Regions from separate parts of the Mus musculus genome. Here region 1 is linked to region 2. Evidence: chromatin contacts called from public Hi-C data. All regions are on one chromosome and are shown on one strand. The core of a region is the stretch at or near the end of the contact, and the rest is flanking DNA. Distances in the headings are between cores, read along the strand shown. Region 1 holds the start of Glt28d2 (glycosyltransferase 28 domain containing 2). Region 2 has its middle 30 kb from the start of Fam160a1.

Region 1 (4,300 bases), core at 19-2,518, 110 kb before region 2:
TAGTAGGAGAAAGCATGAAGTTTGTACCATCCAGTTGCTATGGGTGCAAGGAAAATTAGAAAACTAGATCTGCCCGATTTTGGTTATCTCCGGAGGTCATTCATGCAGAACAAAGGAAGACTCTTCCTCAGAAGCAGGATTTGGTGAGGCGCCAGTAGGATGCTGTGGTGGAAAACCTCCACATCCGTTTTCTCAGACTGTGGTGTAGCCCCATCCGCTGGGAGGAGGACTCAATTCAAGTTTCAGCCACACTAACCACAGGGCAATGCAAATAGCAAGAGAGCCGCTAACCAAGATTCAAATTCCTCCTATGGGATTTAAAGTACAGGAAGCAGAGCCTGGACAGACCGTCCAAGCACATAGGGCGTGGAGACTGAAGGGGAGAGCTGGCGTGGCATGCTGTTCTCAGTCCTTAGGCAAAGGTCGCCCCAGGTCGAGGGTTGGGCCCTGGAAGAGGATAATGTACCACACAGTGCCAAAGGGCCACCACCTCCCTGCTGTTCTCCATTCTCCTGAGCTCCGAGTTGCGAACTTTCATCCTTGCTAAGGACTATTCATTTAACAGCCCTTTCTTTTTGGCTGGAGGTAGGGTGGCAGTGGGGACAGTTGCCAGTGAATGAACGACACACACCTATGCAATACCCTCAAGCTCACAAATAAGGTCCGAACGACTAAAATTACCCCTAAGAAACTAAACTGCAAAACTGCAACTCTTTGCTTCCTTGCTGGAACCAAATGGCCTCCTGTTCATTCAGGCGAGTTTTCCAGTCCAGTAAAAGGAGATCACGTTCATCTTTTGCCTCAGATCTACTGGGACTGTCCTGTCATGTTAAAGTTCAAATATCTCAGGAAGACGAGACCAGGCGAAGGGAATCCGCGTGGGGCGATGCGTACGGCTCCGCACTCAAACCTTCTGGAAGTGGGAAATCTAAGACGTCCGCGCGTCGCGGTGTGCAGCTTCCTTTCCTCAGAAAACCCTAGAAACCAGCCGGGCGTGCCTGCCTGTCAGGCGTGACGCGGGAGGAGGGATGAAGTTCGCCAGAGAGGCGAGCCCCCAAGGGCGAGGCGTCCTCCACAACGCTCCAGTTCAAGTTTCGGTGGAAACTTTCTCGCAGAGGCCCCGCCCCCTTCACCTAGGAAACCGGTGCGCGCTGTAGTCGCGCAATTCGAGTCTCCCGAGCACCTGGCGGAGGCGGGTCTGGGCGACAGGGCGGGGCTTACTGGGGGCGGGGTCGGAGGCGGTGGAGGCCCTGGGGGCGGGGCCCCTGAGTCGCTCGGCAGGTTGGGCCCCGCCCCTGCCACCTCCCTGCCTCGGAGGGTGCGGGCTGTGGGGCGGGGACCAGCCCGAGACCTGCGAAGCTCCGTCACCCGCTGACGTGCTGGAGAAAAGTTGTGCCCCGACCTTCTCTAGCTGGGTGATTTGTCCCCGGGTCCTCAGACTGAGTTGAAGCCAGGGCTGGAGGTCACCGCGCCCAGACGCCCGAGGGCAGCTGCCCGGGCGCCTGGAGTTGGGTGTTAGGCCCAGAGGAGCCGGCTCAGTCCTCTGTTGTGCCCTGTGCGCTGGAGGCTCGGTTGTTCTCCCGCACCCGGGACCGTCGCACAAACTTTCTGACTGTCTAGGGGACACTGCGTAGCAGGAGGATCCGCGGCCGCACGCAGGTAAGAAATCTGTGCTTGAAGGCTTGCTTTTATTTTATTTTAGGGTGTTGGAGGAGGAAGAGACTGTCCCGAGAACCTCCTTCCTGCATCCTGCTGGGTGGCAGGAGCAGGTTTTGGAGAGAGGACTGGTAGGACGGCTGGGGAAGTCCAGTGACTACCCGGGACGCTGGGGGCTCCTGCAGGCGACGTTACTCAGGACTGACCCTGGAAGAAGAAGGCCAGCTTGTTTTGACGGAGGAAGATGTCATCAGGCTCTCCACCTCTTTTCTCAGTCCCTTGGGTCGCAGCGCCTGGGTCCCCCAGGAATAATTGGCAGAGACGATGAGATCTAGGTCTGTCTTCCTCTCCAAACCTTTCCTGGCATACACCAGAGTCAGAGGCGGTGCCACTGGGCTTGCAGCACTTTCCTGCTGTGAGGAATTTATTGTTGGGTTACTGTTGCTCAATTTCATAAATTCTCTGATGAAACTGAGTTTGAGTTATGGTTATCAGTGTGTGTATATGTATGTATGTGCGCGTGTGTGTGTGCTTGTTTTCCCTGGTTTCAACAAAGCTCCCTTGTTAACCCCACTCCTGCGAGGTTAGCTAGCTATTGTTTTATTTCAAGCTCGGGTGGGTGAGGTGTTGGGGGTGACAGCTACTGTGTTTGCTTGGAGTTTTGGGACTCCTGTGAGTGGGTGCTGAGAATTAGCCCAGGTTGGCTTTAGCCTCCTGTACTTGACAGATCAGCTGTCAACTATTCTACAGGTATTGCAGCCCTAGCCATCCAGGCGCAGGGGGTACCACATCCCCTCCTTTAAGAGAAAAGAGCTCCAAATGAAGACAGGCTGTTCTCAGGAGGAGGAAGGGGGTGGGGTGGGCGGGGGAGATGGCAGACCAATTGTTGCTTTCTTTAGATGGGGCCTACTACTCTGTGGGCTGCTCTGGGAGGGCCCTGCTATCAAGTTCATCTCATTAGGAAGTCAGCTGCTTTCAGCTAATAGCCATAGCAGCTCTGATGAAATTATATAGGTCATTGAAAAATAATTCCTGCTTAATCACCTTTATCCTGTTGATTAGCAAGGGGAAGATTTCCTGTCCTTAATGTACCTGCCTGACCTCTCTTGTGCACCTGGTGTGAAGATGCACCTGGTGTGAAGCTGCCTGGACCTAATGGACCCCAGCCAATGTCCTCATTTGGATAATGTCAGTGGTCTTGGGAAAGAAACTGGGTGAGAGATTCAGTCCAATATGGTAGACAGGTTGGCTTTATTTCTCAGATAAAGACTGATTTCTTTGAATACCAGCAAATTCTTTCTCATGACACTGATAAGAATTTTATCCATCTTTGCTTTGATACAAGTTAAGTTTGAGGTCTCGTATGCCGTTTGTCTTATAGTCTTAGGAATAAGATTAAATTACATGGGAGGAAAGGCAAGAGAGGCTGGCATTGCTGAGGTGGATCTAGAATGGTTGAGAGTGGTGTAGTCATTTAGGCTCACCTGCCCAGCTAGCTTTTTCTTGTTTCTAACTGCTGGATAGTTCTGTACCTCCTAGGTTTGGTTCAGAGCTCTTTCTGTGAAGTTCTTCCCCTAGCAGGACTCTAAGAGTCAATAGCTATAAACCAAGAAACAAATGCACAAATGTATGCAGCAAGGTGGGGGTGAACAGAGAAGCTGGGGAGTAAAATTGTTAGCTTATGTTACTTTTTTTTTTTTCTACAAGGTTTTAAGGTCAGTGCCTCATGCTTGCTAGGGAAGCACTCTATTCCCCGGTGACATCTTCTGTTGCTTTTAGAGGAGAATTTGATGAAGAATATCCCTCCTGTGTGGAAATATTACAAACTGACCATCTCTGATCTCTTCGTAGAAACTTGAGCTTCATTCTCTGTGCGCTTGTCCACAGGCCTGTCCAAAGGGCAGACCCTCGGGCTCTGGCTTTGACGCTCAGTTTACAGCTACTTCATCTTTATTCTCACTGAATTCCAAGCCATGGTTAGTAGAGGAATGGTGTTGGAAGAGTGAGCAGAACTCCAAGGAACTTGTTTATGGATCTCTTGGATAAAACACTAACAGAGACAAACCTTTCTACAGTGTCACGATTGACAAGTGCTTTCAGGCGGCCATATTTAAGCAGTGTAATGTGAACACCTTCCAGTCAGTACATCGTACGTACCTAGACTACACAGGAGGAAAACAGATGAGGCTCAGAGTTGTAAAGAGAATTGTTTAGGACATACCCAGGTTCTGGGAATAGTAGTGCACTGAGACTTGAATTTAAGATTTTTGACTTATGGGGCAGACTTCGATTTTTTTCCCCTGTTACAATTCATGAAGCTTTTGGATGTTAAAATGGGATTTTACTTTATTTATTTATTAGAAGGTGTGTGTGTGTGTGTATATGTGTTTTGGAAGTCAGAGGACAATGTTAGGTGTTTTTCTTGGTATCCTTCACCTTATTTTTTGAAACAGGATCTTGTAGGAACAGAATTCTGAGGGGATTTCCTGTCTCTACCTCCAGCACTGGGATTGCAGGTTCACTGACACCATCTCTGGCCTTTTTACTTGGTGCTTAGAGCAAGTGCATTGCTGATCAAATTATTTCTCTAGCCCAATATGTGAATTTATCAAAATGTACTTATTTATTTATTTGAGTGTGAGAG
Region 2 (4,243 bases), core at 355-2,854:
TCCTGTCACTGGGCCAGCGAAGTCAAGAACAATCTCTTCTGGGTTAACTCAGTTAGTTTCCCATACATTTTTTTTTCCTGAGTATATGTTTTCTTAAGTGCTATTAATTAATCTTCTGTGTGTTTTTATTATTCCTACTGGAAGTGTTGGGGAAGGAGAAAGAGTTGAATGTCAGTAGAGAGGACCTAGTACTTCTTTTTTATAGTGGAAGAGCTGGGCTGTCAGAGTTTTACTCATGACAGGATAATAGAAAGGCCAGGACTACTATACTATCCAGATGTTCCAATCCACAGTCTCTCTTCTTGGCTTTCCTTGGGCCATTTTTTTTTTCTTTTTTCTCTCTTTTTTTTTTTTTTTTTTTTTTTTTTTTTTTTGGCAGCAACACGTGCCATCCTGTCTCCTTGGAGTGGAAGTTCATGTGACCTTGGCTGGTGAATGAGAGCACAGACTCCACTCTGGCTGTGAGTTTTGGCATGTGGGGCTATGGCAGTGACCGGGCAGGACAGAGCTCTATACATCCTGCTTACCAGGAGGTTGGGAGCCACTGTGGGACTCTGAGAAGCTTACCATGAACAAGTTAGTATTCCAGGGAAAACCTTGCCCTGGAGGATAGGCACAGGGAGGTCAGCTGGAAGTGCCTCTGGAAGTGGTAAGCTCTTGACATGTGCTCAAGGCTCTCTGGTTTGAGAAACTATAATAAATACTGGACATAAATAGGAATCATCTTGAATGGCAGGTCAGCTTTATCTCTTTTGCTCTGCATTTTGATGACTATCTTATTTTCACACTCTGAAGTGTCATCATATTGTGGAACCCCTCCATTCAATAGAAAGGGCAGGACTCTGGAATTCCGGCCCAGCTAGTATTCCAGTGTCAGCTCCCTGGCTTGAAGGCCACCATGCTACACGATGTTCTGTGAGCTTCTCCTGGGTTTGTGATCCAGTCCAGGACAGGCAGGCTCCATGGAATGCAGGGGTGCTGTTAGGCTCCATCTCTGAACTGAGGCGCTGTTGGGCAGAGAAGATAACCTGGGGAAATGCTCCCAACAAATCAAAATTTCTCACTTAAAAGTTGTACGGATTCCTTAAAGGGCACCAGCTGTTTGCAGAGTAAAGGGTTTAAAATCTTGTGACATAATTAAAGGTACTCGGCCCGTTTTACCAATTATGTCAGAGTAAAGCAACCACACTCACCACCGACCGTTGAAAGCCGCTGTTTTCTGTTCACCTCTGTACTTCTCAACTCCTGGAAAATGAGCTCTTGCTGTTGCTGTTGCATTTCTCCTCGTAACACAAGTGCGGTGGAGTGAAACGAGCTGCAAAAGCCCCAACAGTTACATGTGGATTTTTATGTAAAAGAAATCTTTGTTCATCATAGGCCGTATTTCTTTTTGCTTCGTTTAATACCATTAGCTGAGGGTTTGGGAACAACCTTGAGACGTTCTGATTCTGAAGGAGTACTAGTTTTGACAATTAGGATTCTGTTCGTTGCCTAGGAAAACGAAACCGAAAAGCTTTCCTTGAAGCTTGTGGTTCACTGCTTCCCACCTTGAGCTCCTGCCATTGGATGCCAGGAAGGCATCACACCTCGTACAGCGAGAGCATAGAATAAACACTGTGCAGCTGTGAACAGCAGCCCGCGCGAGCACTGTTAAGTCAGGTGTTCCTTGTAGCCAGTGGCTTTGGGTGTGAAGAATGCTTCTCCCAGCCTAAGCCCAGTGAGAGGCAAATATCTTGTTCATACAACAGATGTGTTTGAACCTGGTCCTTTTGGATGCTGAAGGAAAAACTAATGGAACAACTGACCTCAGGCCTGCCTAAGTAGTGGTCCCGACAAAAAGTAAATGGAGATAAATTACGTTTTGGCTTGCTAGAGCACTCCTGTCTCCATCGCCAGGTTTGATTTATGCAGGAGTGCTTGCTGCTGCCTTTGAACATACAGCAAACAAACTTTCTCTGCTACATGCAGATTTGAGGAAGGCACCGAAGCAGGTCGCTATTGGGTGCACATCCAGGGTGCTTGGAGAAACCCATCAGCCATTCTGCTGCAATACAGAACTCACGTACGTATTTAAACTAGGCGGCGTGAAATGGAACAAATTGGGCCATAAGCCAGGCAATACAATAACTGCTAAATGGGCAGGCATCCTAAAAGTGCTGTAGGGAAATGACATGTTGCTAGAGACCAGACTAGAAGGTGGCATTGTGGCATGTGTCAGGGCTGGGAGCTTGCCAGTCTGACTGTCATTTTCTGAATTATTTGGGTGGAGATATGGAGGGAAGTGTTGCTTTTAAGTTTGGTTGTTGTTTGTGGAGTTGTTTCAAGGATGCTGGGTAGTGTTTATTCTCTCCTTCCTTCATCAAAATTTATCACAAAGATAAAAGCAGCAAATGTGGCTCCCTTTCTATCTTAGGAAATATTCCTGTCATTTTTTTTCTTCACTCAAAGGAAGATAGAAATCATAAAAATACTAGCAATTCTGGACTTTGGAATTGTACATTGTGGAATTTTTTATTATGTTCTTTTTCCCTTTTGGACACAGTCTCATGTAGTTTAGTCTGATGTTACACTCACTGTGTTGCTGAGGATGAGACCTGCCCACTCAACAACAACAACTACTACTACTTCTTCTTCCAAAAAAAAAATAAATAAATAAATAAAATATTTATTTATTATTATATCTACACTGTAGCTGTTTTCAGATGCACCAGAAGAGGGTATTAGATCTCATTACGGATGGTTGTGAGCCACCATGTGGTTGCTGGGGTTTGAACTCAGGTCCTTCTAAAGAGCAGTCAGTGCTCTTACCTGGCAAGCCAGCTCACCAGCCCCCCACTTATCTTTTAAGTGCTGGGATTTCAGGCTTACGCTACCACCTGGCTCAGGGGCTGCTGGGGGCTGATTTAAGGCTGTGCCTATAAGGCCAGCACTCTATCCACTGAGGCACATCTTCAGCCCTTCATGGAGCGTCTTAAATATGTCATTCACTCACAGTAGATGGTTTGCAGCCTCCCCAGCATACACCAGGTGGTCCTTTCGGCAGCCCTCCGTGGGAAGTATCTTTATTTAGCCTTTTTCAACCGAAGGAATCGTCTAGTCTTCCCTGCCCATCCGGTGAGGGTTAACAAAGAATTTCAGTGAATGCTTCTCTGCTCCCTGTGGCCTCTTTCCCAGGTGGGCAGAGGCTTCCCACCCACTTTATCTCAGGTCACAGAGAACAGAGAAAACATCCTGTGACCTGGATAGTAGGAAGCTTATTGTAAGATCCTAGGCAAAGACAGCAGCAGGCTCTAGAAAGGACAAAGGCTGAGGGGAACTGGACACCCAGGGGCTAGGATCAGAGGCTGTTGGATCCCAACAAGTTAGTTCTCCAGCTGCAGTTGTCATCCCTCCTCGTACCCAGCTACGCTCCGAACTGCTGGCTGCCTCACCCTTATCTGCTTTACTGCTTGCTACCAGGTCACTTGACCGCTTAGATTTGAACTAGGAATGTTGATGACGAAGCCAGTGGATCACCATCTCTGAGATTCAAGCATACTGCAGACTGGTGACCAGCTTAGAGTGCTTTGATCATGTTCCCACCCTGACTTTCTCTGGTTCTGTTCCATTTGGCTAGCAGGTTGAGATCATGTATTGCTCTAGTGCAGAAAATCATTGTTTAAGGCTGACCCCAAGCAGTGGCTAGAAATCTGACTAGTGCCCAGAAAATGGGGCCATGGCAGGACATTGTATGGCCCCAGTGAAGAGAGTACTATTATGCCCACAAGGTGCCAGTAAGGTAGAGCTTGTTATCTCCATTTTGAAACAGCAGAAATTGGGGCCACAAAAGGTTAAGTACTTTGCCTAAAGCTACAGTCTTTGTAGGGAGCAGAGCTGGGATTTAAGGCCAGATTTATTTGGCTTCACTAGATTATAATGTGTTTTTAAACACTGGCAGATCAGGGCTGGGTTGTAGCATCATGATAGCACTGGACTTTGCAGCTCTTGGAGAGATGGGCCCTATGATCTTGGGGCTCTTGTTGGTGGCTGACTCCTGGGGTGGTGTTTCATTTTCTCATCTCCAGAAAAAACTCTTCTCACAAAGATCTCACATTTTCTGTTGTTGAGAAGAAATGGTTAAATCTCAGTGCTTTTGGAGTGAATATGTCCTCACAATATCACAACATAATTGGGGTCGGGAGGGGAGCTCTCCCCCTGGTAAGTCGCCATCTGCGGCAGGTGTTCTGGTGGCCTGCAGTCATCT

Evidence for each region. A called contact is a pair of places that touch in the nucleus more often than the background predicts.
Region 1: a contact with region 2 is called in a Hi-C map of nephron progenitors, with 2.3 times the contacts expected there. The contact joins the promoter of Glt28d2 here to the enhancer-like site in region 2. A contact is called at or near these places in 8 of 39 promoter capture datasets (the 3T3-L1 cell line, cranial neural crest, embryonic stem cells and 4 more), 1 of 15 datasets of contacts at CTCF or cohesin (the NIH/3T3 cell line), 7 of 484 Hi-C or Micro-C datasets (the HL-1 cell line, cardiomyocytes, embryonic fibroblasts and 3 more), 3 of 115 datasets of contacts at active chromatin or transcription factors (embryonic stem cells, heart atrium and pancreatic cancer cells) and 2 of 9 other capture datasets (liver and pancreatic islet).

The regions. Positions count from the first base shown.
Region 1 is chr3:85,884,486-85,888,785 of GRCm38.p6, reverse strand. Glt28d2 (glycosyltransferase 28 domain containing 2) reads left to right here and starts at 1,268. Exons shown (of 2, transcript NM_177130.3): 1 at 1,268-1,659.
Region 2 is chr3:85,774,257-85,778,499 of GRCm38.p6, reverse strand. It overlaps a transcript of Fam160a1 not described here. Among named protein-coding and RNA genes, the nearest start is that of Fam160a1, 30 kb to the right of the region's middle. Within about 2 kb of position 1,604, at least 27 of the 459 cell types and tissues checked have an H3K27ac peak or open chromatin away from gene starts, as enhancers often do. A contact at or near this core is called in nephron progenitors and pancreatic islet, where this site is marked.